Regions from separate parts of the Neogale vison genome. Here region 2 is linked to region 1. Evidence: chromatin contacts called from public Hi-C data. All regions are on one chromosome and are shown on one strand. The core of a region is the stretch at or near the end of the contact, and the rest is flanking DNA. Distances in the headings are between cores, read along the strand shown. Region 1 holds the start of JUN (transcription factor AP-1). Region 2 has its middle 170 kb from the start of JUN.

Evidence for each region. A called contact is a pair of places that touch in the nucleus more often than the background predicts.
Region 2: a Hi-C map of muscle shows a contact between it and region 1, with 6 times the contacts expected there. The contact joins the enhancer-like site here to the promoter of JUN in region 1. A contact is called at or near these places in 2 of 3 Hi-C or Micro-C datasets (fibroblasts and muscle).

What each region holds. Positions count from the first base shown.
Region 1 is chr2:47,949,430-47,955,859 of ASM_NN_V1, reverse strand. JUN (transcription factor AP-1) reads left to right here and starts at 2,949. Exons shown (of 1, transcript XM_044238339.1): 1 at 2,949-5,638. The coding sequence starts at 3,931. The coding sequence ends at 4,935. It overlaps LOC122900026 (a long non-coding RNA gene), which reads right to left and starts at 2,120. Exons shown (of 3, transcript XR_006383162.1): 1 at 2,096-2,120; 2 at 1,296-1,502.
Region 2 is chr2:48,119,072-48,125,501 of ASM_NN_V1, reverse strand. No RefSeq gene overlaps it. Among named protein-coding and RNA genes, the nearest start is that of JUN, 170 kb to the right of the region's middle. Within about 2 kb of position 2,856, the one cell type or tissue checked has open chromatin away from gene starts, as enhancers often do. A contact at or near this core is called in fibroblasts, where this site is marked.

The DNA of each region.
Region 1 (6,430 bases), core at 1,700-4,199:
AGCCAAGAGAGTAATGAGAAGTACTTGTCAAGACGAAGCCTTCTTCAGTCCAAGTCCTCAAGTGTCCATGGTGAGCAGAACTCCCCTGCAGACCTTGAGCGGGGACATGTAGCATGAACAAGAAATAAACTTCCCCTGGGGTAAGCCACTGAGATGTCTGGCTTGTTCATTAGAGCAGCATAGCCCAGCCTGTCCTGACTAATCCTGGAAGTGACAGAGGAGGCAGGAGAGCAGAAGTGAGCGTAGGAAAGGAGCCCCCTCTCTTGAGCCAAGGTCTCTGAACTCTTTCCTGGTCATAAGGGAAAGCCATGAAGGTTTCCAAGCAGTGGTGTTAACATGAACAGATCTGCTATTTTTTTGGATAAAATATTCTATTTCTCAACATAAGAAGAAAATAAGCCTACTAAACCATATAAGGCAGAGAGAAACACACAGAACCCTTGGGCAAACGATGTGTGTATATATATACTTACACACACAAAGTCCTAAGTCTTAAAGTTTCCAAATACAGGAGCTCTGAAAGGAGTTCCAGAGGATCAGACATGGTAATTAGTTCTATCCCACCGTCCAAGTGCCATTCCCCTACAGACACCCAATACTTAACAAGAAAGTCTTCCAGAGCAGTATAGATCCAAGGGAATGGAACAAAGACCTGAGGTTAATTTCCAGCTGTGTGACCTAAGCAAGAGCCTTAACCTCTCTGAACCTAGTTCCTCATATGCTAGATCCAAATAAAAATAAACGTACCTAGAGATGGTTGTGAGGAGAAACAGCATATTTAAATAGCTCAGGTAAATGCCTGGCTGGTGGTAGGTGTTTAATACATGAAATTTATTTTTATTACCGTTAACATAAAAAATTATTAAGAACGTCAGCTCCGTGATTACAAAAGAAAATGATTCAGGGCAACAGAATAGAGAATGTTCCCTTCTCAAGGAAAATAACTGGGTCTTGTCATCACTCTATCCCCCTACCGCAGCTCAGTGCCTGGCTCACAGGAGCTGCTCAGTTTCCCTCTGCTGCAGGAGGGAAGGAGAGGTGAGTGCGTGGGGTGAAGAAAAGTTGTCAAGATTTCTGACACCAGCTGCTATTGGGCCCTTGAATCTGAACTCTCAAAGCCACAAATACCGTAAAGCTCTGGGCTATAAACCCAAGGCTGAATTCCCCCTAAGTTCAGAAGCTGAAAAGCCAAAATTAGAATCTGAGAACACAAATTGCAGCAAGTCTGACTTCAAACCCCAGTCCTCCACAGGAGGTCCGGGAAAGTGCTTACTTCTGACCCTTTCCTCCCTCACCTTCCTCTCCTCACCGCTCCTCACAGGGGTAAGGACACCTGGTTCAGCCAAGTCACACTCATATTCCGTCATTTCATCGAGGTTCTGGGAAACTCCGAAGGAGGGTAGAAAAGGGGTTTGTTCGGCGACCACCTCCTGGCCCTGGAGGCGACGATGTCCCACTAGCTCAGCCCAGTGTGTTGGGTCTCACCGGCCCCACTTGCAGACCTGAACGAATTCAAGAGAAGTTCGGCAATTAGGTCACTTCACACCGTGGCAGCGCTGGGCACGCGAGAACCCACGATCCCCAATTTGGATATTCCTTCCGCCATACACTTTTCTCCCTAAGGGCTGTGGGGTAGGAGGAGGAGAAAATAACCGCAGAAAAAGGAACCACTTATATGTGTCTAGCGCTTCCTAGAGGCTACCCAGGATATGGGCCCACCACCTGGCCCGGAGCGGAGAGATCTTAAATCCTGGTCACTACCCCTGACTCGCTGCGTGACTTTTTCCTGAGTTATCTGACGCTCTCGGACTTGTTTTCCTGTAAACAAATCAGGACGGGAGGTGTGTGGCGTGTGTGTGTGTGTGTGTGTGTGGGGTGTGTGTGTGTGTGTGTGTGTGTGTGCGCGCGCGCGCGCCCGCGCGTGTGTTTGTGAACTATGGTTGCATGTTGTGCGGGGGCGGGTAGCAGACGATCACCGGGGTTCCCCAAGTTTCGGATTCCCTAAACGCGCATTCACAACTGGAAGCTGAGTTGCCCCCTAATTCTACCCCCTATAGAAAAACTTCCCCATCAAGGCAAAACTGAGCCCGCGCACCCTTTCTCCCATGGTCTGGAGGGTGCAGTGGGGGTGCAACGCAGACTTCGCTGAGCACCGAGTTTCGAGCAATGCAAATCACTTGGCTTCTGGGCTCAGCCAAACAGCAGCGCGGACGATCGCTCGTGAACTTGACCAGGAGACAAACTTTGCAGCGTTCTCAACGTGGGGGGCCCGCTCTCCCGAGACCGCCCCTAAACTTAAGCCCACTTTCACTCGCCCCCACAGGGGACTTAACAGAGCCACCTTAAGGGCGGTGCTCCCGCCCCCCGGAAGTGCGGGGAGGGCACACACCCGAGCGAACAGCCTCCTGCCCCGCAAGGCGGCGAAGTGCCGGTGGATAATAGCGAGCACCCCAAGCGGGGAAATACCCCACACCCAGCGCTCTCAGCCCCAGACACCTGGCTCGGTTTCCGAGCCTTCCGGGTGCCTGAGTCCCCTGCATTCCCGCCCAAGCCCTGAACTTGAGCCCGCCTCGGTCGGAGGCTGCGAGAGCCCGCGTCCACCCGACTCGCTGTAGCCACCGTCACTAGACAGTCAAACCCCAAGACGTCAGCCCACAATGCACCGGGCGGGCCGGGAAAGACGCGCCGGGGAGGGGAGGGGAAAGAGCCCGGCGCGAATCGCGCGGGAGGGGGAGGGGGAGAGGAGGAGAAAGAAGGGCCCAACTGTAGGAGGGCAGCGGAGCATTACCTCATCCCGTGAGCCTCCGCGGGTCTAGAGAAGAATCTTCTAGGGTGGGGTCTCCATGGCGACGGGCGGGCCCGCCCCCTTGAGAGCGACGCGAGCCAATGGGAAGGCCTTGGGGTGACATCATGGGCTATTTTTAGGGGTTGACTGGTAGCAGATAAGTGTTGAGCTCGGGCTGGATAAGGGCTCAGAGTTGCACGGAGTGTGGCTGAACCACCAAGGCGGGAGTGGAGGTTCGCGGACTCAGGGAGACAGGCAGACACAGGCAGGCAAGGCGGCAGTGGTGTCCGAGCTGCAAATCCGGTTTTCTTTTCTGCTTTCTCACCAACTGCCCAGAGCTAGCGCCTGTGGCTCCGGGGCTGGTGTTTTGGGGAGCGTCCGGAGAGCCCCTTCTCCAGCCGCCCCCAGGAGAAGAGCCCCGCTGCCCGGGAGCTGCTGACAGCGCGGAGCGAGGCGGCAGTCCGTCCGGGGAAGTCCGGAGAGCGGCTGCAGCGGCCAAGAACTTTCCTGGCCAGGAGGACAGGGGACAAGTGGCCCGGGTCCCGGAGCGAACTTTTGCAAAGCTTTGCTGCGCGTGAAGCTGTGGCGGCGGCGGTGAAGACGAGAAGGCGGCGGAGAGAGGAGACCGAGGAGGGACGTGCGCTCAGCTTCTCTCGCACCGGTTGCTGAACTTGGGCGAGCGCGAGCCGCGGCTGCCAGGCGCCGCCTCCCCCTCGCAGCGGAGGAGGGGACAGTCGTCGGCGTTGGGGCGGCGGAGAGCCGCCGCCGGCCGGCCACAGCGGGATCGGCGCTGACTGCTGCCGCCGGGAAGGCCGCTGTCGCCGGGAAGCGCATTCGTCCGCCGGCTCCCAGGAACCGCTGCGCCCGAGAGCGCTTCGTGAGTGACCGCGACTTTTCAAAGCCGGGCTGCGCGCGCGAGCTGACAAGAGTGCGGGCGGCACCTGACCTCTGAGCGCCTGGGGAGCGAGCTGGTGAGCAGGGCGCAGGGGGGAGGACAGCCGGCGGGTGCGCGCGCCTCTCGAGAAACTTTCCTTGCCCAGGGCCCGGGGAGGCGCGGGTGCCCCCCGCTCGCCAGCGCGCTGTTGCGGCCCCGAAACTTCTGCGCGCAGCCCAAACTAACCCCACGTGAAGTGACGGACTGTTCTATGACTGCAAAGATGGAAACGACCTTCTACGACGATGCCCTGAATGCCTCGTTCCTCCAGTCTGAGAGCGGCGCCTACGGCTACAGTAACCCCAAGATCCTGAAACAGAGTATGACCCTGAACCTGGCCGACCCGGTGGGCAGCCTGAAGCCGCACCTCCGGGCCAAGAACTCGGACCTCCTCACCTCACCCGACGTGGGGCTGCTCAAGCTGGCCTCGCCCGAGCTGGAGCGCCTGATAATCCAGTCCAGCAACGGGCACATCACCACCACGCCGACCCCCACGCAGTTCTTGTGCCCTAAAAACGTGACAGACGAGCAGGAGGGCTTCGCCGAGGGTTTCGTGCGCGCCCTGGCCGAACTGCACAGCCAGAACACGCTGCCCAGCGTCACGTCGGCGGCGCAGCCGGTCAGCGGGGCGGGCATGGTGGCTCCGGCAGTGGCTTCGGCGGCGGGTGGCAGCGGCAGCGGCGGCTTCAGTGCCAGCCTGCACAGCGAGCCGCCGGTCTACGCCAACCTCAGCAACTTCAACCCCGGCGCGCTGAGCAGCGGCGGCGGGGCGCCCTCCTACGGCGCTGCCGGCCTGGCCTTTCCCGCGCAGCCCCAGCAGCAGCAGCAGCCCCCGCAGCCGCCGCACCACCTGCCCCAGCAGCTCCCCGTGCAGCACCCGCGGCTGCAGGCCTTGAAGGAGGAGCCGCAGACGGTGCCCGAGATGCCCGGGGAAACGCCGCCCCTGTCCCCCATCGACATGGAGTCGCAGGAGAGGATCAAGGCAGAGAGGAAGCGCATGAGGAACCGCATAGCTGCCTCCAAGTGCCGGAAAAGGAAGCTGGAGAGGATCGCCCGGCTGGAGGAAAAAGTGAAAACCTTGAAAGCGCAGAACTCGGAGCTGGCGTCCACGGCCAACATGCTCAGGGAACAGGTGGCACAGCTTAAACAGAAAGTCATGAACCACGTTAACAGTGGGTGCCAACTCATGCTAACGCAGCAGTTGCAAACGTTTTGAAGAGAGACTGTCGGGGGCTGAGGGACAACAGAGAAAAAAAAAATTACACAGAGAGACAGACTTGAGAACTTGACAAGTTGAGAGAGCGAGAGAGAGAGAGAAAAGAAGTGTCCAAGGACTAAAGCCAAGGGTATCCAAGTTGGACTGGGCGGCGTCCTGACGGCGCCCCCAGTGTGCACGAGTGGGAAGGACTTGGCGCGCCCTCCCTTGGCATGGGGCCAGGGAGCGGCTGCCTGCGGGCTGCCCCGCTTTGCGGACGGGCTGTCCCCGCAGGAACAGAACGTTAGACTTTTCTTTAACATTGACCAAGAACTGCATGGACCTAACATTCGATCTCATTCAGTATTAAAGGGGGGGGAGGGGGGGGGTTCCAAACTGCAATAGAGACTGTAGATTGCTTCTGTAGTACTCCTTAAGAACACAAAGGGGGGCGGGGGTTGGGGGAGGGGAGGCGGGAGGGAGGTTTGTGAGAGCGAGGCTGAGCCTGCAGATGAACTCTTTCTGGCCTGCCTTCCTTAACTGTGTATGTACATATATATATTTTTTAATTTGATGAAAGCTGATTACTGTCAATAAACAGCTTCATGCCTTTGTAAGTTATTTCATGTTTGTTTGTTTGGGTATCCTGCCCAGTGTTGTTTGTAAATAAGAGATTTGGAGCACTCTGAGTTTACCATTTGTAATAAAGTATATAATTTTTTTATGTTTTGTTCCTGAAAATTCCAGAAAGGATATTTAAGAAAATGCAATAAAATATTGGAAAAGTACCCCTCCCACAACCTCTTTTCTGCATCATCTATGGATTACCTATCTAGGTGAAGTTGAAAGAGTGGGGAGTCAACTAACCTCACTCTCAGTGCTTCTTACTCTCAAGCAGTGAAAACTTCTCTGCTGGATTTGAGATAACTGTAGCTGATGCCCTTGTCAACTTACCCTCTTCCCTCCCCCAGCAATCTGTAGGGTTGCTTACAGAGGATAGTGTGGTCCTCCTGAAGACTGAGGGAAGGGAGGTTGTGGTGAAGAGGGACAGGCAGTCCCCTGGGAAGTCCATTTTAAAATCTGGATTATACGAAGTGGCATGTGCTGTGACCATTTGTGATGTTAGCAGAAACTGAAGAGTAGTTGCTTACTCTCAAATCAGGAACAGTGGCAGATTTTCACAGAAGATGTATCCTTCCAATTTGGAATCTTTAACAATCCCTCAATAAAAAAGATGGTCTTTGCTTATGAATATTTATAACAGCATTCTTGTCACAATAAACGTATTCAAATACCAATAACAGATCTTGAATTCCTTTCCCTTTACTACTTTTCTCTTCCCAAGCTCTACACTGAAGCTTTTCTTTTCAGTTGCTGGGGTTAACGTTACTGCCATCTGAAGTTACTGGGCAATTAAGAAGCTAAGAATTTAGGAAGAGTCCACACGATTTGCAATCGGGATGAGACATTCTCCCAGTTTCATAAATACTCTTTCTCCTCCACTGCCTCTCTCTCT
Region 2 (6,430 bases), core at 1,607-4,106, 170 kb before region 1:
CAAATATTTAGAGTTTTAAAAGCTCAGCCTACAAATTAGGAGGAATGGGAAACTTGTTCTAACTTGTTGAGATGTGCAACTTTGTTCTAATTTAAAGCAGATTTTGTTCTCTGGTGGGAGATAGATTGAAATCCTCCTGACTGCTCAATAATATGATGGAAACCACTTCTGAGGAGCCAGTGTTTTATGTTAGAGACGACCAAATTTAATAAGGTAACAGAAGGAAAAAAAAAAGTGACGTCAATACAGCTTTATCTGAGAATCAAATGAAATATGCTGTTGACCCGACTGAAGTTGTTCCAGTCTTAACTGCTATAGAAGGGAAAACTGAAACTTTTCAATCCCTTGGTCCTCTTTGCATTCCCCATCCCCTGACCCTACGATACTTATTCCGCAAAAAGTAAGAGCTTGCTCAGCAGAAGGAAGATGGAGTTTCACTTCGCTTTTCCCCATCCCTTCCAGTGCAGGAGGGAACTAATGTTTCCTGACTACCTGCTCAGAGCCTGGCCCCTTATCCTCACTGAACTTCCATTATAATGTGGAACTCTGTGAGGAACTCACTGTTTTCTCCTTCTTAAAGGGAGGCAACCAAGGCTCAGAGAGGTTAGGTGAACTTGTTAAGGTCACAGAGCTCAGTTAATATTATACCTATGACTGACTGAATTAGGATTGTGATCCGCTTCTTACCTGACACAAAAGCCTGTGCTCTTTCCACCTGCCCCACTGCATTCTGAGAATCTACATGTTTGGTGCATGGAGCATGGCTGTCTACACATAGTTTCTGTGAATGAAGGGCTTTCAGAGCAATGGAGTAGTATGAGTCATTCATCCAACAAGCAATTATTGGGGGCCGTGGTGCACCAGGCATTATTCTAGGCACTGGGAAGCAGATAGGCAAATCCCTGCCTTTGCATATTCAGACCCTATGGGTTCAGCAGTGTGGTAGGTGTGAGTGAGGACTCAGGACTCAGTGAGGTCCAGACACCTGAGATCATGTCTTCATACTGCCACTGGCAACCTGTGTGACTGTGGACACATTACCTCACTTCTCTGCAACTCCATCTCCTCATCTGTACTGAGGGGCAAATAGTAATATCTCCTTTTATAGTTTTCATGAAGACTGAATTGGCTGCTATTTGCAAAGCTTTTAGAGCAGATGAGTATTGCTGAATAAATAATGGGGGTACATAGCCAGTAACAAAGTATGATGTTATCTGATATCAAGTGTGACGACGAAAGGGAATGGGGATAGCGTATGTTGGTGGTAGGTTTGCAATTTTAGTTACAGTGGCCAGGGAAGGCCACACTGAGAAGGTGTCCTCTGAACAAACACCTAAAAGTCAGTGAGCTGACAGGAGCCATACTTGGGCCTTGCCTTGACGGTTCAGAAAGCAATGAAGGATTTTATGGGCCTACCCCTGAATCTTAATTATGAGTGTTGATTTCCTCAAACTATAGATTTAGTGACATGCTAAACAAATTAGATTATTATATCATGACATGATATAAATTATCAATGTGTTTGTAGAAGATTCAGCCTCTAATGTGGTCTCAGAGACCAGTGAGGGATAAAGTCATTTCTGGAATATTCCTTTATAGCAAGGACAGAATTATTGAAGTTATTGTGGTTTATGAGGCACATTCACGGTCCTTATGTCATAGATAAAGCTGGCCCCAGCTGTCTCCAGGGCCCATACCACTGTGCTGGTATTCCGCCCGTGACTTTCTCTTGGATCATACCCTGTCAAGACTCTTGTCTCAGGAGTGGACGTGGGCACAAAGACATCGCTGAGTCTAGCTGTCCCCTGAGTGAAAATGATTAAGTCTGACCACGTGTCCACTGCCCTGATCATACAGAAATGGTCTTTTTAGATGATGGGATGCTTGAAGAACAATTTTATTTGGTGGATTCTCCATATACTCTCTGAAAGCCATTTTTTATGTTTCCATGGTGCAAAAGTTAGGAATCTGGTTAACCAGTTTCATCCTCATTATTATAATGTAAGATAAAGAACACTGGCCTGGGATGCTGGAGACAAGTGTTCATCTCTGGGCTCTGTCGTTAACTTCCATGTGGTGTACATCATGACTTCTGTCCCTGGCTCTAGTCCCCAGTCTGCAAAATGAGGTAAAAAAAAAAAAACAAAAACAAAAACAAAAAACAAACGGGGGCACCTGGGTGGTTCAGTTGGTAAAGCTCTGACTCTTGATTTCTGCTCAGGTCATGATCTCAGGGTTGTAAGATTTGGCCCCAATCCAGTTCTGTACTGAATGGGGAGCCTACTCAGGATTCTCTCCCTCCCTCTCTTTCTGCCCCTTCCCATATACCCCTCTAAAAAAAGAAAAAAAAGATAATGAGGAGGTAAGGGGACATATACCTGCACACACACACATACAGCCTGTTCTTCATTTACTGACTGTCTTCTCTGGAGGCGTAGGACACACACTATTTCAATTTTAAGATCACAACAATCCTGAGTGTCATTACTGCTACATGGCAGGTGAATTATTGTGCAGTCGAAAGAGGCCAAGAACAAGACTGGAACCCAGGCCCAACCTAGCTATTCACTGCAATTGCTTAAGGCTTTCTAAGAATCTTCCTAAGACTGTTATTCCTAAATCCTGTCATTTAAGAATGCAGGAACTTCACCTGGCTTTCTGCAGAAGCCATCCTGTCCTCTTGACCCTTCCTTTTCTGCAGCTTGAGTTGTAGACTCCTTCCCTTCAATGTCTATCTCGTGAGTTTCAGCCCAGTTATGAAGACCCCCCTCCTCCCGCTGATGCAAAAGGAAAACAGAGGCACAGACTGGCATGCAAGTGACAGCCGCTGTCCAAGGCGATTCTCTGTTTCATCATCTCGCCCCTGGAGGCAGACCAGACTAAACACAGAAATGGTGCTTGTAAGTGGGGCCAGAAGCCTCCCACAAAGTGGCTCACTCAGCTTCACGGGAAGGCCGGGTCTCCTGGGGATCAGCGGTCAACCCTGGGGCCCTTCTCTGGAAGCCCCTTCCCATGGCGATGGTGAGAGAAGATGGGTGGTGTGGTCTCCGGAAAGACACTGTATGTGTAGCACCACCTCTAATTCTCTGTGTGTCCTGGGGCAAGTTGCCTCCTCCATTTCCAGGAAGAGGGCATTGGAGCTGGTCTAGGGGAAGCAGGCATCTCAGAACTTGGGAATGAGCCAAACTGGGTTTGGACCCCACTTCTGCCACTTATTAGGGCAGTATGAGATGTGACCCTGCAGTCAAGGCAGCTGGCAACTCATCCAGAGTTCCTCTGCTCTAAACTTGAACCTGGACTGGAAGACAAAGCATCAGGCTCTGCTGCTCACTAGCCGTAGGGCAGTGGGGCATCACTTAGCTTCTCTGGGCCTCAGCCTCCCCATCTGTGAAACACTCAGCATAACAAAGTTCTGTGCACTTCAAACTATCAGCTGCTCCTATCAGTGCAACTGGCCTTGGAGGCTGTGGTGGTCTTCAAGTATATCAAGGCAAGACTGTGCAGTCAGATTTTATTTCTAAGTCACAAAGGTATAGACAGTGGTGCTTCTCAAAATTTGGTATGTTTATGAATCATCTGAGATCTAGTTACAATGCAGCTTCTGACTCAGTAGGTCAGGAGAGGGGGCTGGTGCTGAGATGCTGCTTTTCTTACAAGTTTTCAGAGCAGGCTGGTCCAAGCGGGGGCCCATACTTTGAGTTACAAGACTTAGAGTCACATGGCTTTCACAGCACAGATAATAGTGAACCCACTACATGATGATTATGAAGCAACTGCCTGCTTTTAGTGGTTTATCGTTGAATTCATTCGATAAAGGAATGTTCACAGAAGGCCTGCTACAATGATGGAATGTAGGCACAATGGTGGAAAGTAGGATTTTAACGGGAAACAAGAGCCAGGGCCTGCATTCCCAGAGTAGTTATTCTAGTGGCAGAGATGAATCAAGCAAACAATTAGGAAACCCAGGTTCAGGGTTTGGGCATGTCCAGCGTGTTGAGGGGAAGAGGGCTAGAGAGCATCAGGAAAGGCCTCTGGGATGAAGGGACATGGAGCCAGAAAGCTGGCCCTGAGCAGGTGGAGTACTGAGGCAGAGGGAACAGCATTACTGGGGGCAAGGCCACCCCGCCAGGCTGAGGCTCAGTCTTGATTCAAATCATGTCTGTCTGATCCAAGATTTACTCTTGCTAGTATCTTTCCTGATGCATAAATCAAATCTTGCACAAAGCTGCCAGCGGTCCTTCCCTAGTGATGTCAGAGCACCTGGCCGCCGAATGGAAAGATAATCTGGGGAGCAGAGGTCTCGGCATCACCTGACAGCCATGGCAATTACGAAATTTGTCTCCACATGAAACCTGTTGCACCACCAACACCATCCAGGCTTGGCTTCCAGTTCCTTTCTCTTGAAGACATGTGACTGGGAAGTGTGGTTGCCCTCCCCATCGCTGCTAATAATAACCCTTACTTTTTTTAACCAACAATGAACTTTGAAACTTGGCTGTTGGTTGTCAGTCACATCAGCTGGCTGTTCCTTGGGTGAAGTTCATCGGAAACTTACCTTACCTACCTTAGGTACATCAGTGTTCCTAAAATGCTAAGCTTGGTGCTTGGCATATTATAAGCACTCAGTATGAGAAGGAAAGAAAGTCAGAGGGGTTAAGTGATTTCCCTAGTCTCCAAAGCAGATAAATGGTAACTTAAATTTGAAATTAAGTCTACCTCTGGTGCACCTGGGTGGCTCATTCAGTTACACGTCTGCCTTTAACTCAGGTCTTTAACTAAGATCATCATCCCAGGGTCCAGAGATCAAGTTCTGCATCAGGCTCCCTGCTCCATGGGGAGTCTGCTACTCCCTCTGCCCCCTCCCTCCTGCTTGGGCTCTCTCTCACACACAAAAATAAATAAATAAAATCTTAAAAAAGAAAAGAATTAAGTCCACCTATGAAGCCCAGCACCTTTCTCCAAATCCTCAGGCTCTCCTTATGTTTGAATTATACCCTTTGCCATTGACTTTGTAGGGTCTCCCACTAGGGTGGGCAGATACATTGCCTTGCCCAGTGATACTGGGCTTGGCCATCTGACTTGTCATGGGCAAAGGAATATGCCTGAAAAGGACAGCATGGCAGTTCTGGCTGAACACCTCAAGAGGCATTATCTGTTTCATGTTCTCCTCTGCTCACTTGCTCAATTACCATGAGAAGAGCAACCACAGGCTACTTTCCGAAGCTGCACCAAACCCAAGCCAGTCAACCCTCAAACTCGTAAGTGAGAAAAAAAAAATCCTTGTGGTTGTGACTGAGCATTAGATGGTTTGTTACCAAGCAGTACTGTGGCAAGATCTGACTAACACACTCCACAAAGAAGTACAGCCAAGCCAGCCCAGCTCTGCAAGTATTTCTTGAGTTCTTCATGGGAAATAAAAAGGAATTAAAGTCATTTCTGCCTTCAAAGATAGTTTCATTGCTCTTGTCTCCTTTGTTGATCGCAGATCATTATTTTATAACAAACAAATTAGTGAGTATGTCTGTTTGTCTTGTTGAAGAGAAATGCATAGTGTTATCAAATGGTATCTAGCAATATCAAGGCATATATTTTCTAAGAACTCAGTTGTATCATACTATTAACTTACTCTAAGGTATAAAATCAATTAAGGTATTCAAGTAGCCTTACTGGGGATGTAAGACTCAACTCAACTGGTCCTTAGGGATGGGAAGGGCTGAAAGACACTAGATACGTCTTCCTTCCAAATCATAGGGCTTTCGTGTTCAGGAGTTTTGGCTGAGGTGGGAAGCAACCAGAGGGATCTGCGTTCAAATCCTCAGGCTGCTGCTTCCCAGCTGGGGGACCTGGGGCAAGTCACAGGTCTCTGACTTCAGATGAGATTTCCTCCAACCCCCCGGCCCCATGAGCTCTCTTCCCTTTACATTCAAAGGCCCTCTCCTGTCTGCCTGGGAGGACCCTTGTTGGCCCCCTCTCTGCCAAGAACTGAGACATCCCGTCCTTCAGGTCCCAGCTACACCCAGCTGAAATGATCCTGCCCCTGGGGTTACCCTGGGATCCTCCTTTGCACCTACGTCTCTTTTCTTAGGACAGACACTGAGCTCCGTCAGGACAGGGCAGCCCCTCTGAATCCTTAGATCCCCAGTGACTTGCGCAGTGCCTGGCATGTGTCAGTAAATACCAGCTGGTGTTAGCTAAATTAAATGGAATTACCCCAAATATCATCCAGCAGGAAAGGAGTTTAAAGTACGGTTCCTACACTGTTTCTTTGTTTTTTGCTTTTTAAAAGCATTTCAGGGCTAAATACATAAATAAAAAAGAGACACACGTTTCAAAAAACAGATCCACACAAACACACATGCGGGCAAACAAACATACGCCAAACACAACCCTAGGAGGTTTCTGCAGACTTGTCTCTCATTTCAGGCCTGTA